Linked DNA regions of Rattus norvegicus: region 1 is linked to region 2. A link is a contact called in public Hi-C data. All regions are on one chromosome and are shown on one strand. Each heading gives the region's core, a stretch centred on a gene start, on an enhancer-like site or on the middle of the called end of the contact. The rest is flanking DNA. Distances are from core to core; before and after follow the strand shown. Region 1 overlaps Atp8a2 (ATPase phospholipid transporting 8A2). Region 2 overlaps Atp8a2 (ATPase phospholipid transporting 8A2).

Region 1 (5,019 bases), core at 267-2,766, 70 kb after region 2:
CAGGAAAACATGACATCACCTCATCCAAAGGCTTCCAGAGAGTTCCTTTCCTGCTCACTGTGAGTAGGGGGGATTAGTATCTGCTTAAGTCCTGGACAAATGATAGCACGAGGTCAGGGAAATGACCCCTAGAGTATCCAAGGAAAGGGACAACTGTAATTCTAATTTCTCTGGGTCAGCTGCCTTCTGTTTTAGGGCAACTTGTGACCTAGCAGAGTCCAACACAGGTAACGGAGTTTGGGCTCTGCCATTTACTTCCTCACTGTCACAGACTGTGTGAGGAGAAAGCAGCTGAAAAACCAGTCCTGGGAAGCGAGTCAGTTCTATAAGAAGCACACATCTGTCGGAACGCAGGCCTGCCTACCCGTGCAGCAGCCACGGCACAGGACACCGCATCTGCAGGGTCAAAGGCAGAATCTCGAAATTTCACTTACCCTCTGTGGCAAAATATTCCAGATGGCATAATGTCTCCTCCATGTACTTTGAGTCTTTTGAAAGTCTTTCAAAGATTACATTATCCTGTGAAAGGGAGAAACATTCCCTGAGACTGGCAGAGCGCAGAGGACATCTGTCAGTGGGCACTCTAAAGAAGGCTCTCTTTCGTGTCTATGTAATGAACATGAAAAAACTTGACTGAGCAGAAAGGAGCTGTCGGTTGGGCCAAACATGAGCTTTGTAAAATGCATACAGCAATACCAAAAGCTGCTGTGTATCTAAAAAAATTCAAAAAGGAACAACAATGGGGGTGGGGACTGCAAGCAGAGACCCGTTCAAGGCTGCTATAGTGCCCACGTTTGCACACCTCTCCATAATTCAGACTCTGGGCTTTGTACCCATTGTCTGAATGGAACTGCTTCAGATTTGGGGAATCTTCAGAATTTGGAGTAGATGTGTATAGCTATGACGTGAGATCTCAGAGATGGGGGTGGGGGGGCTAAGTCTAAACCTTTTATGTTTCCTGTCTACCTATTCACACAGCCTGAAAGTAACTTTCTATCTTTCCCATGGCTACATTTAGGCTGGAACTGACACTGTGAGGTCAGCTGCAGAACTTTATACTGTATCATGGCAGGCTTGGAAAGTTTTGGATTGGTATTTTTTTTTTAATTTATTGCTTGTGTGTGTGTGTGTGTCTGTCTGTCTCTGTCTCTCTCTCTCTGTCTCTCTCTGTGTGTCTGTCTGTCTCTGTCTCTCTCTCTGTCTCTATGTGTGTGTCTGTCTGTCTCTGTCTCTTTCTGTCTCTCTCTGTGTGTGTCTCTCTCTGTGTGTGTCTGTCTGTCTCTGTCTCTTTCTGTCTCTCTCTGTGTCTCTCTCTCTGTGTGTCTGTCTGTCTCTGTCTCTCTCTGTGTCTCTCTCTCTCTCTCTGGGTGTGTGTGTGTGTGTGTGTGTGTGTGTGTGTGTGTGTGATGTGTCACAGCAAGAGAGCGCAGGGTCAGAGGACAACCTGCAGGAGTCACTCTCTCCTTCCACATGAATCTAAGGGTTGACTCAGTGTGGTCAGACTTGGCAGCAAGCACCCCAGCTGCTGAGTCATCTTCTCGGCCCTCATTCGGGATTCTTACTTGTCTGAGGCAGGATCTCACAGGAGCTCACAAAAATCTGCTTGCCTCTGCCTCTCAAGTGCGGGAATTGTAGGCGTGAGCCACTATCCCCCGCTAATTTGTTTTTTAATTAGCGTGCTCACACTGTAGCGTCTTTATGCAGAAGCAAAAAGAGTAAATCACATCCGCACACCATAGGTTATTCAAATACAATCTGCCAACAACGGAAGACCCCACAGCCAAGGAGACCATAGGCCTGGGGCTTTTGCTTCTGACTCACGCTGGATGAGAAACACCCAGTTTGGCGCAGCCTGTCCCTCACACTGATAAGCCTGAATGGTTGCTTGTATGCTCCTGGGAGTCCACTGTGTAAGGCAGCATCTCAATACATCAACTTTTTTTTTAAAACTAGTTTGTTGGAGGAGGGGGCCGGCTTGGGCAGAACTAACCATGAAGAATTTGATGGGCGTTGGCAGTGTTCCCTGCCTACACTCTCCTGCTTCCATAGCCTTTCTCTTCCAGCTGCTGCAGCTACAACACAGGGCACACAAACAGAGCCTAAAAACAAGGTCGCTCTGTGACACCATGACCTCGGTGGCCTTAACTAAAGCCGCCTTATCATAAAAGTAGAATTCTTTTTGTTGGCAAATGGAATTCCTTTAAAGGCTACATACAGTGTTTATCATCAAACAGACCGGATCATAATGTATCCATAGCCATTGTGAGAAAGGTGAGAAACCTGTGAAACTCACCGCTGATCCAGGCTCAGTATCTCACTCCTGGCGTACGTTTGAGAATTAGTCTCTTCATCCCACAGAGCCACCACACAACGGGATACAATTTTACAGTCGTACAATTCATAAGCAGTAACGGCTTTCCTTAGCAATAATGCCTTTGGAGTTTGCTTAGTATTAGTTAGGGATACTGAAGAAAAAGCCAGGCTTAGGACACTGGCCAAAAAGAGCTGTAAAAATAGATCTACTTGTGGATATGACTTCTGTCTCCGTAGCTGCTAAGGAACAAGCGACGTGAGAGGACAGACCAATGATCACAGATCAACATGGTGCCATCACCAGACCTGGTGGCAAAACCAGATCTGGAATCCCCACTCCAAGGATTCTGTGTCCAAAGCTCACTACTGCTAAAAGTGGGTTGTCTCTGCCCACTGACCACTCTCATCAAACGCCACCTTGAACCTGTGCTCCTAGTGGCTTGCTAGGACTGTCTTTCAGTTCTGGCAGGCCAGGAAGGATACATGAACAGCAGTTTGGAAAACAATACATTGGCAAAGCGGCCTCCGAGAGGTTAGCCGAGCCCCTCCCCGACACCACTGACACTTACAGCTCCCTTGCAGTAAAGTCGAAGTTGTCCCGACGGCATTCGAACAATGACAGACATTCTTTTTCTGTCGCTGTAATAGTATAGAAAAAGAAAGAAAAGAAGAAACAGAAAGGGAAAGTCATCATAGTTCACTTTATAGGACCCGGTGCAAAACGTGTGGAGCCTAGAAATGTCAAGGTCCACTTCTCAATAGATTTTTTTTCCTCAAAGGAAAGCTTCAACTGTAGACTTTGCTCATGTGTACCAAGTGGACAGGCGCTGTATGCCTTGCCCTGCCGTAAGGACTCGCTCACGGCACGGCTGCTTGCAAGGGGGCCAGAAATGGAACATTTGCCCATGTGCTATTGCACGGCGAATCAGTCAACTCATTCCGGTAACCAGAGCCGTCCCTCGCAAACAGCAAGATGGGAGACCCAGCACACCTTGTAAGTACCTTGTATGGCTTCTTTTAATGGGTCAAGGAGATTACCAATTCCTAGACCTGCCTCACCCAGCACCAGGCAAACCCTCTCCTGCCACTGCTGCACGATTCCCTCCTTACATACTTGTGATCAGGGTGAAGCTCACACGCTGAGGCTCAGTGCCTTCTGCTGCCTGAGGTCTGTCCTCTTTAACTCCCCGCACAGTGCTGAGCCAATCCCCACCGACCCTCTCATGCACCACCAAGCTCAAGCACCCGGGACCCACATCCTGCTCCCCAGCGAATTCTGCTCTGTGCTTCGCCCTCACTTCCTCCCGCTGGAATGCTTCCCCGCACCTGCGGCCAGTCTGACCCACAGCACGTGGAGCCCTCATCCTCTCTCGGCGTCCAGAGGTTGGGTGTCCTTAGCAATGTCGCCTAAGCTGTTTCTGTTTCTTAATGCACGAAGCAGATGACCACAGATTACTCCAAGGAAATCTTACAGAAGGAAATGGCGTCAGCAAAATGATGCCTCCATTAAAAATAACCAGGAGCTGCAACCACAATCGGCGTTCCTTCTCACTCCTACTCGCCCATCCCTTTAAACACTAGACCCTGGCGTTTCCACCCACAGTCCTGTTATTAGCGTATCCCTTTCTGATTTCTTCCTGTCTGGCTGTTAACAGCTGGCCACAGTTAATGCAGCACAGAGTAGCAATTTCCAACAGGAGATGCATTAGGGGCCAGAGAGATGGCTCGGCTCAGTGGGCAAAGTGCTCACAGTGTAAGAATGAGGACTGGAGAGCGGATCGACAGCTTCCCCTTTAAAGCATGATGTCGTGTATCTATAACCTCAAGGCCCGGAGAATGGCAACAGGCAGCTCTAAAGGGTGGTTTCTAGGCTCTGTGAGAGACTGTGATGGCTACCTGTCTCAAACGACCAAGCTGGAGGTGACAGATTTCTACTTCTGGCCCCCACGTGCACACGCATGGGAGAGCACACACACCCATGCAACACACATACACATATGAAAGAGAATGAAGAAAAGGAGACAAAACATCTGAGGAGCTGGACGCTTGGCTGGAAGCCCCACACAGGCACACTGCCACCATGCCTACATGAACTGCCACCATCATCAGCCACTCTGTGGCCTACCTGACCCCAAGGGCTTCTCACCCACAGGGCCAAGCTCACAGCTCTCAGCTAAGCATCAGGCGGGAAAACTTTTCCTCTGTGACGCTATAAAAACACCGCCCCTTTCAAGCCATTTGTGAACAATTTGACAAAGGTGCCTAGAAAACTAAGTATTTTCTTTCTTTCCTTTTTGAGACTATCCTGGAACTCACTATGTAGCTCATGCTGGTCTCAAACTTGGTGATCCTCCTACCTCAGTTTTTCCAGATGCTGGCATTACCTGCCTGAGCCACCATGCCCAGCCCCATCTATTTCCAATGATCAGGAAAGGGTGGTCTCCAGACCAAAGACAACAGGACTTTGCTCTAGTACCGGAAGGCAGCTCTGCTTACGCCATTCTGCAAGGCTGCCCCTCTGCCTAGTACTGATCGTCAGTGTGTAAGGAGAGAGAGACATCATCAGACTTGCGCCTCAGAATAAACTATGAATGCCCTGAGAAAGCCAGAGAATCTGACAAATATCCCCAGGTCTTAAAGAAACTTCTGGGTGTGACGGCTTTAGGACAGGCCTGGGAGGGTGGCCTCACAGAGACCAAGCCTCCC
Region 2 (4,790 bases), core at 132-2,631:
AAAACAAGGAGTGAGCCCACAGACGCGTGTGCACACACATGCATGCACACATACATGAAACCCACAACTGTGGCCCCCTGCTATCAATCCAAGCATTTTGAGACATTGTACGTCGATGACACAAACAACCAAGAAAATCAACAGCAGTCTGGAGAGTTGGATGACACGGGGACCACAGCGAGCCACTCACCCAGAACTTCATCTTGAATGCTTCAGCCTCATACCAGAGATTAATAGGCCAAGACAGCCCTCTTCCTTTTAAATTGTCTGCTCATCCATCTCATCCTATGCACCATTACCAGAATACTGTGACACAAGTGTGTGCTTTTATAAATATGAAATACTTACAACGGCAAGCTAGCAAATCATTTCCCTCTTTATGGCCCTTTATTTTGTGTTCTATCAACTGAAATATTTAGAGTCCGTTCAGCGTTTACTTTCTCAATTTTTAAACAATATTTTTTCATATACTTTCAACCTTGTAAGGCAAACAGCCACAGAATCTCTAATTGCGTGGGAAGTTTCTCCTTGAAAAGCAAAGACTAGAAAGGCATAGAAGAAAGTCCCCAGTAGCTATGGAATCCGTTAAAGGAAGCTACCTGGCTTTAATCGCAAGCCATTCATGAGCCCTAACCCCAAGGATTCCCTGCTTCATAACGAGTCCTGAATAGCTGCCTGAAGGAAGGGTGTTTTAATATTCTACATGTGTGAGTTCTTCGGGCAGGTCCATCAGGGAAAGACAACCACAGCGGAGTTCGGAGTTCAAGTTGTTCAAGATCTCAGGCTGTGACTCAGTCACTGGGCCTGCGCACACTCACCTAACGCCAGCAGCTTTTCTGAAGGGAACAGAAAAACCCACCCAGGTGCCAGTGATTTGCCACCAGCAAGAGAACGCTGGGGCAAACAGGAGGGGGGCGGATCACTCCAGTGTTCCTGACAGACAGTGGCCAGTTAGCGCATCAACATGACTAATAAGAGCCATCAGCAGAGTGGGCATGACTGCTGCAGCCTCTCCTCTGGAAGGTGACTGGCTCCCAGCACAGACATAGAACAGGATCTTATTCCCTGCTTAGCATCACACAGAAATGGGAAAGTTTGCAGAGAGGCGGGAGGAAGGGTCCAGTTGACTATGAAGCCCATAGGGAGTCATAACAGCAGCCCCCTTCTTTCTCTCTCACACACACCTCCTACTAATGAGGAAACAATCTCCTTTAAAAAAGTGATACTCATTTGGTTTCTCTCCAGCTAGTCATGCACTGAAACGGACACACTGCCATGCTGCCTCTTTTTTTTTTTTTTATTCTTCCACCCATTGGCTCAAGACAAGACTGTTCTCTGGGGCCAGGATCACATTCCAACACTGCCACTCAGTGGGGACCCATCTCTGTTGGTTACAAAGGCAGCCAGACTGAGCTCTTCGTCTACTCCCCCTTCCTTTAGAAGGCTCTCTCTCTCTCTCTCTCTCTCTCTCTCTCTCTCTCTCTCTCTCACACACACACACACACACACACACACACACACACACACACACACACACACGAATGGAACAAGCCACAGAGAGGTTTTGGTTTTTCTTTTACTATCTTAAGATCACCGTTTTCACACTTCCTGGGCAAATAAATTTTTGAAGGCGTTTTCAAGGAGTTGTTTGCTGTTTTCATAGGAAGAAATAAATGCTTCCCCTGACAGGGTGGAATCAAATCTGTCCACATGCTCACACAGGCTCCCCCAGCAGCAAGCCTCTGTTTCTGCACCTCACACCAGTGGCTGCAATGGATGCCCAGAGCAGCCCCTGCTGGCTGATCCTATTTTATCTGTTAGCAAGGACTGAAGGGAGAAAGCTACTGCCTTGGCTGTGTAGGGACAGAGCCTGCAGGGCACATAGTCCAGGCTGTCACCTGCAATATGTGCCTGCCAATCTCTGGAAGAATTATAAATATAGAAAGGCTAGAGACTAGGGGAGGGGCATGTAAAGACTTAGTTCTGTTCCAAGTATGAGAAAAACTCTCCTGAAATCCACCCTAAATTCATTTTCTAGTGCAGGATCTTAGGATAACAAATGACACTCATTTTCATCAGTGTCTGAAGTTTTGGGAGAGAAAGGGAATGAACCATACCAGGCCCCGAGCTACTCTACTTCTTCAAGACTGTCAAGACTGGATTCAGAGACACAGATTCTTTTTTTCCCCCTGCTTCCACATATAGTTCCCCAGCTACCAATGGCTCTTCTCTCCAGAAAGGCAGTCTTGAATTCCCAGATTTCTTGGAGAGTAGTCACTTCAATGCTAATTGTTTCCTTCCTTCAGAGTGGTGTTCTGAGGTGGCTGTTTACTTATTTTTCTGCTGTGGGAATTGTTGAGGCAGAGAGTGGGAAGTCCTTGAATTGCTTCATCCGGAAACACTCAGCCCCACTTAGAATCATAAGCAACTCTTTCACATTTCTTCCCTAAACAAACCAGTGCCCCCACTAGGCATCTTCTAAACTCAAATGCCGGGAACTGACAGGCATGCTTCACCAATGTGCACAAAGCTGTGAGAGCAGAAGGCGCCTCTGTGGCAAGTACAGAAGTGGGTTGGTTTGCTTGCAATGTGACGGGGATGAGGAGACCTGCAGGAAGACGATGGAGACCAGAGCTCTGTCCCTGCCTTTCCTCCATCTCTTCACAGGATCTCTGCATTCCCACACTGTTGATGAGTCAGACCATGCCCTCCATGGCCTTCACTTCCTCCTGCCTTGTGCCTCAGGTATTTTTTTTAAACCAGGGCTGCTATAACCAAATGCCACAAACTTAAGTGGCTTGAAGCAAGATAAAGTTATTCTCTAATGAATATTAATGGCTAATGTCTGATTCAGGGCATCGATTGCTCTGGGGCAGTTGTTCTCAACCCTCCTAATGCTGCAGTCCTCATGTTGTGATGACAACCAACCAACCATAAAATTACTTTTTTGATACCTCATAACTAATTTTGTTACAGTTATGAACTGTAATGTAAAAATGTGTCTTCCAAAGGTCTTAAATGACCCCTATGACAGAGTCTTTGAACCCACCCCACCCCCTACCAAGGGGGTCTTGGCCCACAGGTTGAGAACCACTGCTTCTGGACCCTCACTCCCACTTTGGATGGTTCAGCAGCAGCGCATGTGCAGTCTCAGCCAACTTCAATCCCTGCCTTTCATCATGTGGTGACCATGGCAATCTCTCTCTCTCTCTGTGTCTTCTTCCTGTGATAAAGGTACCAGCCTAAAAATGTGTTTCGTAGCCAAGCTTATCTCACTTTGGCTTCCCTGTCCGATCTCTCAGAGTTTCATGGTTATTGAAAACCATCCTAATCCCCGGACCCCTGTCATGTCTACGCTTTTAAATCTATAGTCAACAATCTAATGTTTCTATTCATGTTCTATGTATGTAGACCATCAGACTAAAAAGGCTCTCAACGCCAGTGACTTCATCCTAATGTCAGTCAACGGTGATCATCTTGGCCCCGACCCCTCCTGAGCTCCCTTCACAGTAACCACCTTGGTTTCAGAGCATTCCCCTTTTCTGTCACAGGTTAACTACAAGAAACATTAGGAATATTCACTGCAGACTAGCACACATATCTTACAATCAGAATTCTGTGGTTAACCCAAGCCCTATGCTCTAAGAACTAAGAGTGCCAGGAAAATAAACTAAAGAATAAATACTACTAACTGTGGCAAGTTCTCCAGTCATCAACTGTTGAAACCATTTTGGTTAGTTCTTGTCGACTTGACACAAACTGGAGTTACCTTAGAAAGTAGGAATCTCAATTAAGAAATTACTGCTATCATACTGGCCATGGACATGTCTGTGGTGCTTTTCTTGTTTAATGATTGATGGGGAGAGACCATTCCGTTGTTGATGGTACCCCTGGGTGGGTAGTCCTGGGCTGTATAAGAAAGCAAGCTGAGATGGCCATGGAAAGCAAGTCAGTAAGCAACATTCTCCCATGGTCTCTGTTTCAGGTCCTGCCTTGGTAATAGTGAACTGTAACCTACATGACATAGAAACCCTTTCCTCATACAAGTCGGTTTTGGTCAGTGTTTGATCACAACAGAAACCTAACTAGAACAGGATTATGGCCGCTCTAAGGAAGATCCAGCAGCAAGGGAGTGAACTTGTTTATGTGCCTTTAAGTCTATCCCTGGCCTTCTTCAAAGCACTGCTGAACTCCTGCCCCACTGACAACATTCCATTCCCAAATCTCAAACACTCTTTCTAAAGGCTGTTGTCCATCTGCAGCCTCAACTCTTCCTCTGAGAGTATAGCCACAGTTTTCTTTTCCATCTGTATCTAGATGCTCCAGCAGAACTTGGCACTCCTTCAGTCCAGCACAAAGGCTTAGTCCCCAGGCTCCATCCTCAGCTAACAACACCATTCGAATTCAGAACCTGGGATGTTCCTTCCTCAGCCCCTCTTTTTCCTTATCTTGTGTCACTTTGTCTCCCTGATCTTTCCTTTGTCATGGTCTTGATTTCTGTTCATATAAACTTGCAGCCATTATTATGAAGTTTTTCTGTGAAACTCTTTCCCTTTGACACCAACACTGACACACACATACACACACACACACACACACACACACACACACACACAAAGATTAAGATTACATTTGGTAGCATAAGGCTTTTAAATGGTTTCATATATATCATTTTGGTCCCCATATGGCCCAGATGACTGATAGTGGAAGTAATCCTGGAGACTGTAATTGATTTGCCCAAAATCAGAGAGCAAGTGAGTGGAAGAGCTTTAATCCAGCCCTAGGTTCGA

The links. Hi-C and Micro-C count contacts between places; a contact is called where the count stands out from the background.
Region 1: a Hi-C map of Schwann cells shows a contact between it and region 2, with 4 times the contacts expected there. The contact joins two enhancer-like sites. A contact is called at or near these places in 5 of 12 Hi-C or Micro-C datasets (the A7r5 cell line, the Rat2 cell line, Schwann cells and 2 more).

The regions. Positions count from the first base shown.
Region 1 is chr15:38,354,780-38,359,798 of GRCr8, forward strand. Atp8a2 (ATPase phospholipid transporting 8A2) reads right to left here. Exons shown (of 36, transcript NM_001427450.1): 19 at 2,883-2,952; 20 at 435-519. Among named protein-coding and RNA genes, the nearest start is that of Atp8a2, 72 kb to the right of the region's middle. Within about 2 kb of position 1,517, at least 9 of the 93 cell types and tissues checked have an H3K27ac peak or open chromatin away from gene starts, as enhancers often do. A contact at or near this core is called in Schwann cells, where this site is marked.
Region 2 is chr15:38,285,415-38,290,204 of GRCr8, forward strand. All of the region lies in intron 23 of Atp8a2 (ATPase phospholipid transporting 8A2), which reads right to left. Among named protein-coding and RNA genes, the nearest start is that of Atp8a2, 140 kb to the right of the region's middle. Within about 2 kb of position 1,382, at least 1 of the 93 cell types and tissues checked has an H3K27ac peak or open chromatin away from gene starts, as enhancers often do. A contact at or near this core is called in Schwann cells, where this site is marked.